2 separate regions of the Sus scrofa genome follow, and region 2 is linked to region 1. Evidence: chromatin contacts called from public Hi-C data. All regions are on one chromosome and are shown on one strand. Each heading gives the region's core, a stretch centred on a gene start, on an enhancer-like site or on the middle of the called end of the contact. The rest is flanking DNA. Distances are from core to core; before and after follow the strand shown. Region 1 holds the start of HINT3 (histidine triad nucleotide-binding protein 3). Region 2 overlaps NCOA7 (nuclear receptor coactivator 7).

Evidence for each region. Hi-C and Micro-C count contacts between places; a contact is called where the count stands out from the background.
Region 2: a contact with region 1 is called in a Hi-C map of alveolar macrophages, with 3 times the contacts expected there. The contact joins the enhancer-like site here to the promoter of HINT3 in region 1. A contact is called at or near these places in 1 of 5 promoter capture datasets (liver), 15 of 47 Hi-C or Micro-C datasets (alveolar macrophages, brain, embryonic fibroblasts and 8 more) and 2 of 2 datasets of contacts at active chromatin or transcription factors (alveolar macrophages and skeletal muscle).

The regions. Positions count from the first base shown.
Region 1 is chr1:37,020,605-37,025,989 of Sscrofa11.1, forward strand. It overlaps HINT3 (histidine triad nucleotide-binding protein 3), which reads right to left and starts at 3,599. Exons shown (of 5, transcript XM_001928728.4): 1 at 3,117-3,599. The coding sequence starts at 3,317.
Region 2 is chr1:37,110,375-37,115,084 of Sscrofa11.1, forward strand. The region is part of intron 3 of NCOA7 (nuclear receptor coactivator 7); the gene reads right to left. Among named protein-coding and RNA genes, the nearest start is that of NCOA7, 82 kb to the right of the region's middle. Within about 2 kb of position 2,682, at least 4 of the 83 cell types and tissues checked have an H3K27ac peak or open chromatin away from gene starts, as enhancers often do. A contact at or near this core is called in alveolar macrophages, where this site is marked.

The DNA of each region.
Region 1 (5,385 bases), core at 2,349-4,848:
AGAGGTGCTACTTCAAACTTTTTCACTTTAAAATTAACCATACACTTGGCTTCTTCGCCTCCTTCAGGGCTTCATTCAAGTGCCATCTTCTTAGTGCAGCTTTTCGAGATTAAAAATTTTAAATTGCATCCCTTTTCTCTTTCTCTCTCTCTTTTTTTTTTTTTTTGTTTATTTTTGGTCTTTTGTCTTTTTTTAGGCCTGCACCCACCGCATATGGAGGTCCCCAGGCTAGGGGTTGAATCGGAGCTATAGCTGCCAAGCCTACGCCAGAGCCACAGCAACACGGGATCGGAGCCACGTCTGCAACCTACACAGCTCACAACAATGCGGGATCCTTAACTCCCTGAGTGGGGCCAGGGGTTGAAACTGCATCTTCATGGATACTAGTCTGGTTTGTTAACCACTGAGCCATGATGGGAATTCCTCCCATTTTTATTGTTCACCATCTAATAAACTACGAATTTCACTTATTATGTGTTTCATTTGTTATCTATTTCCTGTAAGTAGAATGTAAGCTCCATGAGGACAGGGATTTCTGCACATTTTATTTACTGCTGTGTCCCAGTGTCTCCAACAGTGCCTGGTACACAAAAGGCACCTATTCAAATATTGAATAATGGATGAGTGGCTGGGTTTCCTCTTTCCCAGGGACAAAGCTCTACCACCCTGAACCATTTTAAACCTCTCTCCATTGGCACCTTCCCATCAGCATTTAAACACACCAGTTTTCACTGTTTTTAAACGCTTTCTCTTAACCCACTTCGTCCTATAGTTAACACTCCACTTCCCTTCTCCCCAAGAGTGCTAAACTTCCTTCAAAAGTTGTCTATATTTGCTGCCTTCAATTTTTCATCCTCCAAGTTCTTATCAACTACAATCTGCTTTCTGCTCATGATTGCACCACAACTGCTTTCCTAAAGGTCAGTGACCATCATTCTGGGGACAAAACCAGTTCTAATCTAGCTTGGCCTCTCTGTAAGCAGAGTGGAGAGCTACCTAACCCTGATTGGAGGATTTGGGAAGGCTCAAACAGTTACCAATTCCTATCTTCTTGACATAGTTTCCCCTCTATTTCTTCGTCCCCTTTTCAGATCCTCTGCCTCTCTCTTATGTTGCTAGTGTTCTTTAGAGTTCAGTGTAGGGGTCCTTTCACATCTTACTCCACATATACTCCTAGGTGGTCTCATTAATTCTCCTCTTTTCAATTTCAATCTATAAACTGGCAGTTCCTATAGTCTAGGCTGGAAATGCAGATCTTGCCAGTGTCAGACTCCTAAATATCCTTAAATTGATGCCCTTTTCTTCATCCCACTACATTCTATTATTATTCTTTATTTCAGGCCGTCATCAAGGTGGATTACTTGAAAAGCCTCATAACCAAACTCCATGCCTTCAGATTGGTCCTCTCCAAATCATTCTCCACAATAGTGCCAGATGATCTTTCAAAGAGCAATCCCTTTCTTGTAACTCCTCATCCTCTTCCTTCCCACCCAGCATGAATGGTAGCATTAAACATTCTACTGTAGAGCTTCTCTTCACTCTTCAAATAAAGCCAAAACTCCTTAACATGAATTACAATATCCTTAATAATATGGCCCCTTGCCTACCTCTCCAGCCTCGTCTTTCATGACTCATCCCCGCAAACTTTATGCTCCAGTTAGACTGAATTTCTTTCTGTTCTCCTATAGCAGAAACCAAACCACTTGAGGTCCTCTTAGAGGGAACTTCTCTCCTCCTCCTCACCTGGCCAATACCTATTTATTTTTTCATGCCTCACTTCCTCTGGAAAACCTTCCCCAACCCTTCAAATCTGGGTCAGGTACCCCTCCACAGGGGAGCCTTGCAAAATAGTACAGGTGGTAAAACTATTTCACCACAGCACAGGGCACTGGAATCAGCTGCCTCCTCTGTCTGTATTCATTCCACCCTTTAGATTATAAAATCTAGACAGGGACTATCCTTTACCTTGCTCACCACTGAATCTCCAACAGTGCTTGGAAGGAATTCAATTTACTTTTAACAAGTGAATGGGAGTTCTCTGGTGGACTAGCAGTTAAGGACTCAGTGTTGTCACCGCAACCTTGGGTTTATCCTGACCTGGGAACTTCCGAGTGCTATGCCATGGCCAAAAAAAAAAAAAAAAAAAAAGGATAAAATAAAACAAAAACAAGTGAATGAATGTTTACTTCAAAAACAAAACAAGACCAGACTCTGGAGCTGATTCTCTCAAAAGACTGTTTCTTCAAAGGTAAGCAGAGTTGGTAGAAGAAAGTGACTAACAGATATGTGTTTTAAAATATTTGGGGAGTTCCCATCGTGGCACAGTGGTTAACGAATCTGACTAGGAACCATGAGGTTGCGGGTTCCATCCCTAGCCTTGCTCAGTGGGTTAAGGATCCGGCGTTACCATGAGCTGTGGTGTAGGTCGCAGACACGGCTCTGATCCCGTGTTGCTGTGGCTCTGGCATAGGCTTGGCAGCTACAGCTCTGATTAGACCCCTAGCCTGGGAACCTCCATATGCAGCGGGAGCGGCCCTAGAAAAGTCGAAAAGACTAAATAAATAAATACATACATACATACATAAAATACCTGGGTAAAGTCTTAATGCTCTGAAAATGTCCATACATTCCAATTAATAACACTTCTAAAGCACTGGACCCTTTAGTGGAAATCATTACTAAGTAGCAGTTCGTACTAATAGTGGACCCGCTCCTGCCAGCCTATTTTCAATCAATCTAACAGACTTTTCACGATTACCATTATCTATTTTCTACTAGTTTTATCTTCAGTATCAGTATTAAGAGTGCATAACGTAAAAGCAATATCTAAAAAGGAGAGACTGGGAGGGAGAGAACCCTTTAATAAAATGAGGCCATACGTGCTATTTTCTACCAATTATCACTACATGTTCTCCCCTAAGAACAGCAAAGAGGCCGCAGGTGACCCTCCCCGCCCCTAGAGAAGCAACTCCGTCGCGAACACTAGAACACCCGGGCGCCCCCCGCTTCATTTACATAGGACCCTCCCACCCGATCCCCCCCATCGAGGCCCTCCTGGCGGAGTCCCCAGGAGCGATCAGGCCCCCACCCACGCCCAGTCGCGCGTTGCCGCCCACCTCACAGTACAGGAGTTCCGTGCCGGGTTCCTGCTGCCCCGCGATCCGGCAGAACACGCACTTTCTACTGTAGCCCTCGCGCTCCGATGACTCTGCGGCGACCGTGGTGGTCCCCGCTGGAGACCCCGAGGTGTCTGCAGTCGCTGCTGCTTCAAGGCGTGCACATGACTTCGCAAAATCGCCTTCCCACTCCTCCGCCATCTCTGCCCCCGCGCGGCTCAAAGCCTCAGGCTTCTCCCGGACAGCGGGGCCCACGTAGAGTTCCCCTCCTGCACCTCCTCGATTTCACCTCGAGGCGTCGCCTCTAGCCTGGCGCTTGGCGAGTCAGCGCGTTGGGCGCCCGCGCAGTTGGAGGCTGACGCCAGAGCTAGAGCGACTCTCGGCGGAGCTGCAAAGCCATAGGCTGTGGCCCACACGCCAGCAACCACGAGGGGGCGTGAGAGGGCGCGACCGGCAGGAGCCGGAGGCCTTGGCGGCAGTCGCCCCGCCCCTTGCGTCTCCCTGGTAACAGCGCACGACGTCCCCCAAAACGCAGACTCGCGCCGCACGTCACAGTGACCGCACCGGCGCGCGGTATCCTGGGTCCAGAAGGAACTTGGCAGTTTTCAGCGTCGTTTCGCAGAACCCTGTAACGTATAAGGTGTCCCGGAGTGAATTATGATGTCGTAAGAAAAAGTTTTTTAAAACTTAGGATTTAAGAGAATGAACAAAATTTCCAGAACTTTGTTTCAACTCAGATCATATTTGAAGCTTTGTTTATGCATTTTCAGCCAGGATAATTTTGGGTGCTAAGCTCAAAATATGAAACTGAACGTCACCTCTGTCTTTGCCTTTTTTTTTTTTTTTTTAAGGGCCGTAGCTACGACTTATGGAATTTCCCAGGTTAGGGCATTGGTCTTCTGTTGTTGTAAACAGCACCAACTAGATCAAAATAGTGGGCTTTAATCTCATTCTTCATACCCAGGAAATTCGGAATCCTATAGTTTATAGTCCGAAATATTCCAGAAATTCACTGCGAGTGCTTTTTTTTTGCCTCACTTGGACAACTGCAATATCTTTCAGACTCTTTTCCCTCCTTGATTTTTCTGCCACTTGGACAAAAATCCTGTGTTTCCAACCTGGGTTCCTGGACTCCTCACTCAGTAGAAATTGCTAAGAGGCCAGATAAGAAATTCGGGCATGACTTTACTGGGGCTGTGCTATAGTGCACCAGAGAGGGAAAACAAGAAACAGGTTTCCTTGCATGCTCCCTGGGGTGCACAGGGCAAGCTGGTTCCTTAAATGTGATGAGGATAGGGGTGAATACATGAGTCTGGCCAGAAGGATGGCTCACGTGGTCTTCCCATCCCTTTAGTGGTGCTTTGTGTAGCCGTCTTGCACAATAACCTGCTTTTGCTCCCTTTACCTCAGAGGTGGCAGTTGGGTTTTTGGTCTTTTTGTTTATTGTTTTTTTTACAATTTGCCCCAGCGGTAGAGGCACAGTTGTTTTTAGTCCCTTATAGTTTCTTTGTAGTTTGTTGCTCAGGAAATGTTTGGGGAGAAGTTTTGTCCAGGTATAAGCACTGCAACAAAGGGTCCCAGGTCCAATCCCTCTCACCTGCAGTAACTATCTAGCCTGAAAAAGTACCAGCTCCTTAGCTTGACATTCAAGGTGGACTCTGATTTAACCTCAGCTTTTCATTTTGTAATACTTAGCATTTTCTGAATGCCTAAAACATGCCATGATTTTCTCTATCAGAACAAGTAAGGTTGGTTTTATAATTCCTGCTACAGAGATGAAGAAACAAACTTGAAAGATTTGTCTAATACCATACAATAATTATTGGTAGCGATGGAATTCAGATAAGGGTTTGTGTAACTACAGAATTCATCAGCCTTTTGAACACGGGATTCCTTTTATTAACACTGCAAACTTTCTTAGACTAGCTCATCATAGTAGTTCTACACTTGGTATTTATTGATTTAGAAAGTATATAACAGTGTTCTATTATGAATTCAGTAGCGTTTTTGAAGGAATTTATGTTATATTAATCAAAAGCACTAATGTGTTTTTAAATTAGTTGTAATATGTGTTTAAGACATTTGTCAGTCTTTTTATATTTTGCCAGTATTTTGGAAAAGCACTGTAACAGCTTCATAGTCCTTCAGGAGTCCAAGGCAGGATTCAGAATCAGTACATTACTTTGCTCAACTTAAGCATCCAATGTTTCCGTGTGTGTAGCACACTTTCACTTCTTTCTGCTTTTATCTACACTCTCCCCTCTGAAAT
Region 2 (4,710 bases), core at 1,432-3,931, 89 kb after region 1:
ACCCTAAGCAAAAAGGTATCATTCCAGAACATAGGAGTGAATTATGACATATATTATGTCACACACACACACACACACACACACACACAGGCACACATTCTTTTTCTCATATTATCTTCCATCGTGTTCTATCCCAAGAGATTGGATATAGTTCCCTGCATACATTAGGATCTCATTGCATATCCATTCTAAATATAATAGTTTGCATCTACTAACCCCAAACTCCCAGTCCATCCCACTCCCTTCCCCTCCCCCCTTGACAACCAAAGGAAGAAAGGAAGAAACATACTCACAGACATTATATTTTTACAAAGAACAAAATTTTAAAAAATCCAACTGTTAGAAAACTAAGAATAAGAATGACTGTCCTTACATGATGAAAAATGTTTAGTTACTCTTTGATATTCATTAGAAATATGCTTCTGAACAAGCAGTGGGTTCCTAAAGAGTGTATATCAAAAGAAATTTCCTCATAAGAGCAAAAACTGAATGAGTTCATGATATCACTTCCAGGACTGCAGGGGCTCGTTCATCATCTAAACGCAGCCTAAACTAAAGCACTAGTGAGGCCCCCACCCCTGCCTTAGAGAAGAAGGATTGCAGGGTGTGCAGTGGAAGAGAGACCCACAAGCACTGGCTCCACCCATTCTTTTTATTCCTGTTGTTCTGTGAAGACAAGTGCCTGAGAGCACTTCCAGCGAAGCTTTTAAGGCTTCTGGGCATAATATCTCCCATTCCACTAAACTACAACAAAGAGGCTAACCTAATGTGATGCAAGGCTAAACCACAAGTATTTAAGGTCATAAAAATAAACTCTGTAGTGGAGATGAAAGCAGAAACACTTCAAACATAAGGAGACAGCTTGGAAACCCGGAGGAGGAAGAGGGGACCCCTGCCATTTTCAGGAGGCCACCTTTTCTTTCTGTAAGGCAACACGTGTGCAGAAAGGACACCAGGCACCCACTTGTTCCCTGATGGCCTCTAGAAATTATAAGCACTATAAGCACGCTTCTAAATGCTCCAAAAGTATACCTGAGTAAATGGAGATGAATTCTTGTAACAGAAATATAAAAAGTAAAACACTAACCAAAATAAATGCAGGAATTCCTACCACCAAGTTTATACTCAACTTTGTTCTGGAATCTCTAGTCAAAAAAGCAACACATAAAAGAGTTTTGACTACTGGAAAGAAAGAAATGAAAATCTAATTATTAGCAGATGAATTATCTACCTAAAGAGCAAACATCATAAAAACCTTCAGAAATCATAAAGCGGTTCAGTAAGGTGGCCAGATTTGTCTTTTATGCATATGATAGAAATGTATTTGGAAAAGTCCCAGGCACAATGGTATCAAACTAGAAAATACCTAGGAGTGAATACAGCGATAATGGCAAGAGATACATAAAGGAATTTGTAAAGGTTCTCTGAAGTCTATAGATGGAAGCTTGACTAAATGGTGGTATATACACAATATTCCTAAATAGGAAATCTCATTCCTGTGAATATTTCACTTTCTCTTCAAATTAATTTTTAAATTAAATGCAATCTAGGTCACAAGATAAAAAACATTTTGGAGAGGGGAAACATGTCAAGTTGAAAACCAGGTTTACCCAGAAGCATTAAATACATAAGACTCTCCAAAATTATTTTTGGAAGAGAAATGAGGGATGAGGATAGGTATACTGTATTGATGCTAAAACACATGATTATAAAGCCACAGCAATTAAAATATTATGGTGAAATACTAAAAATAGAGTTGTATTGAAAGAATTTCGTGTAAAATAAAAGTGCCTCTATAAAGCAGAAAGAAAAGGCTGAGTTTTCACATAAATGTCTTAACTCCACGTTACAGAGGAGGCTCTGGCATCAGGCAGAGTCTCCCTCTGTCCCTGGCTCACAGTGTGACCTTGGACAAGCGACTGTACTTAATCAGAGACAGTTTCCCAGGGCGTAAAACGGGAATGCTAACTGGACTCCCACAGAGGGTCAGTGTAAGGGTGAGATTATGTAAAGCTCTCTGCCGTGTGTGAAGAAAGGGCTCAGGCAACCTTAAGGATTATTACGAAGTGATGTTGGTGAACTAGCTTACATCTGGAGAAAAACCCAGATCACTCTCAAATCAATGCAGATGGATCAAAGATTTAATAGTAATAAGTAAAGTCATAAATGTCTTTGAAGAAACCTGTTGTGGCTCAGTGGGTTAAGTATCCAACTAGTATCCACTAGGATGCAGGTTCTCTTCCTGGCCTCCTTCAGTGGGTTAAGGATCCGGCATTGCTGTGAGCCGAGGTGTAGGCTGCAGACACAGCTCGGATCTGGCATTGCTGTGGCTCTGGCGTAGGCCAGCAGCTGCAGCTCTGATTCAACCCCTAGCCTGGGAACTTCCATATGCTGTGGGTTCAGGCCTAAAAAGACAAAAAAGAAAAGAAAGAAAGAAAGAAAAAAAGGTAGGAACTAAAGAAGTAACATCTACCTTACTGGTGATTATACCCATGCAATGCAACTAAAATATTAAATATTATTATTTAGTATTCTAAGCATAACTTCTAAAATACCTGAATCACTGTTAACAATAAAATTTTAAATAGCTACGTCATGAAGAGCCTTCCTCTCCTGAGCGTAGAGGGGGCAGGACTGTGAGGAAAAACCCTCTACTCTGGGGAACTCTATATTTCATCCTCTGTTGACACAAAGGGAAACCAGGGATTATTTTCCTTCCTTTAAGCACTACACAGGCACGACAGTCTTTGACCAAAATTAGTCACACAGAAGCAAAACCTCAACTGGGAGAAGGGCAGAGGAGTTGCCCACCACAGAACGTTCTTACCTCAGAGCTCAGTACCTGCCTCGGCTCTGAGCAAGCCCTCAATTTTTTGTGGAATGAATAAACTAGTCTCACTCTGACTCCGAAGAACCAGGTTATTTTGGTTGTTCCATCGACATTTGATGTCACTGTAAGAACAGTGAGTGTTCTGAATGTAACTACATATGTGACAAGGTCAAGAGGTTAAGCCCAGAGAGAACTTTCAACCTTATCATCAGTTACTACAGCTCCGGGGAAAAGGAAATTCCGTGTATAGCTAACTTTTTCTTCCTTACTAAGATCCAACCATGTTCTTGGGGCAGTGGAAAAAACATTACAATCTTATTTACTAACTTTTTGCCTTAATTTTCTCTCAGAGTTGATTCAGGGGAAACAGACTGATGTGGGAGGCTTCACTTGGGCTTTGGTACCACACAGCTGGGCTTGAACCCTACTTCATGCTGGCCCTCGGTGGGACCTCTTGCAGGCTTTTCAGCTTCTAGGTGTTCTCACTTGTAAAGGAGGCTACTGCTGCCTGCAGTAGATCATGATGAGAAGGAAATTAATGAAATAAAGCATCTAGTCCACAGGAGATATTCACCCAGAACAGAACCTTTCTGCTTTTCCTCAAGCCTGGATACTGCTTCTCCTCTCCTTCCCAAGCTCTTTCCCACCTTCTGAAAACTCTTTCAAAATGGCTTTTGTTTTTCTTTTTTATAAATGGATCTAGGGCTTAATTGAGTAAATTTAAACTTTAGGAGAAAGTTGAGGAACTATGAAAAATAATTCTATATGAATCAAAACTATATATGGTCAGAGTTCCCATTGTGGCACAGTGGAAATGAATCCAACTAGTAACTGTGAGGTTGCGGGTTTGATCCCTGACCTTGCTCAGTGGGTAAAGGATCCAGTGTTGCTGTAAGCTGTGGTATAGGCCAACAGCTGTAGCTCGAGTTCAGTCCCCAGTATGGGAATCTCCAAATGCTATAGGTGTGGCCCTAAAAAGGGGAAAAAAAAAAAAACCAAAAAAAACCAAACAAACAAACCCTATATATAATCATCTTAAAATACAGTTGAACAGGAGTTCTCGCCATGGCTCAGCAGTAACAAACCTGACTAGGAAGGACTCCTGAGAACATGGGTTCGACCCCGGCCTTGCTCAGTGGGTTAAGGATGCTGTTGCCATGAACTGTGGTGTAGGTTGTAGACATGGCTGGGATCCCGCATTGCTGTGGCTGAGGCTGTGGCTGGCAGCTGCAACTCCGATTCAGCCCCTAGTCTGGGAACGTCCATATGCTGTGAGTGCCACCCTAAAAAGACCGAAAAACAAACAAACAAACAAACAAACAAAAAAACCAGTTGAACAAAAGAAGAAAATATCAATCACCCATTTTATCCACATTGAGAGAGAACCAATGTTGCATTCTGGTAAATACACCTCCAGTAGCTCACTTCTTTTAAACAAAAACAGAGTCATGATCTGTACACTACTGCCAAACTGCTTTTCTACAAAATTTCCCACGTGATTGACTGTGTTCCTCCGTCATTAAAAAGAGGCACAGAGTATTCCATTTTAAGTTATTTATGTTATTTTTACTTTCCCAGTATTTTAAACAATGAAGTGATAGTCACTGCAGTCAAATCTATTATGCTCATGATCATTTCCTTAGGGTAAGTTTCTGCAAACAGAATTGTTGGGTCAAAGGGCATGCAAAAGTAAAGCTCTGGATAAAAATGGCCAAAATGCCTTCTAAAAAAAAAAAATTCAACCACATTACTCTCCCACTAGCAATATATTAAGAGTGTTTTTCCCTTGCACACTCCCCAGTTCACTTCTAATTTGATTTTTCTTTTTTTCTTTCTTTTTTTTTTTTTTTTGGTAGGCTAAGTATTTATTTATTTATTTT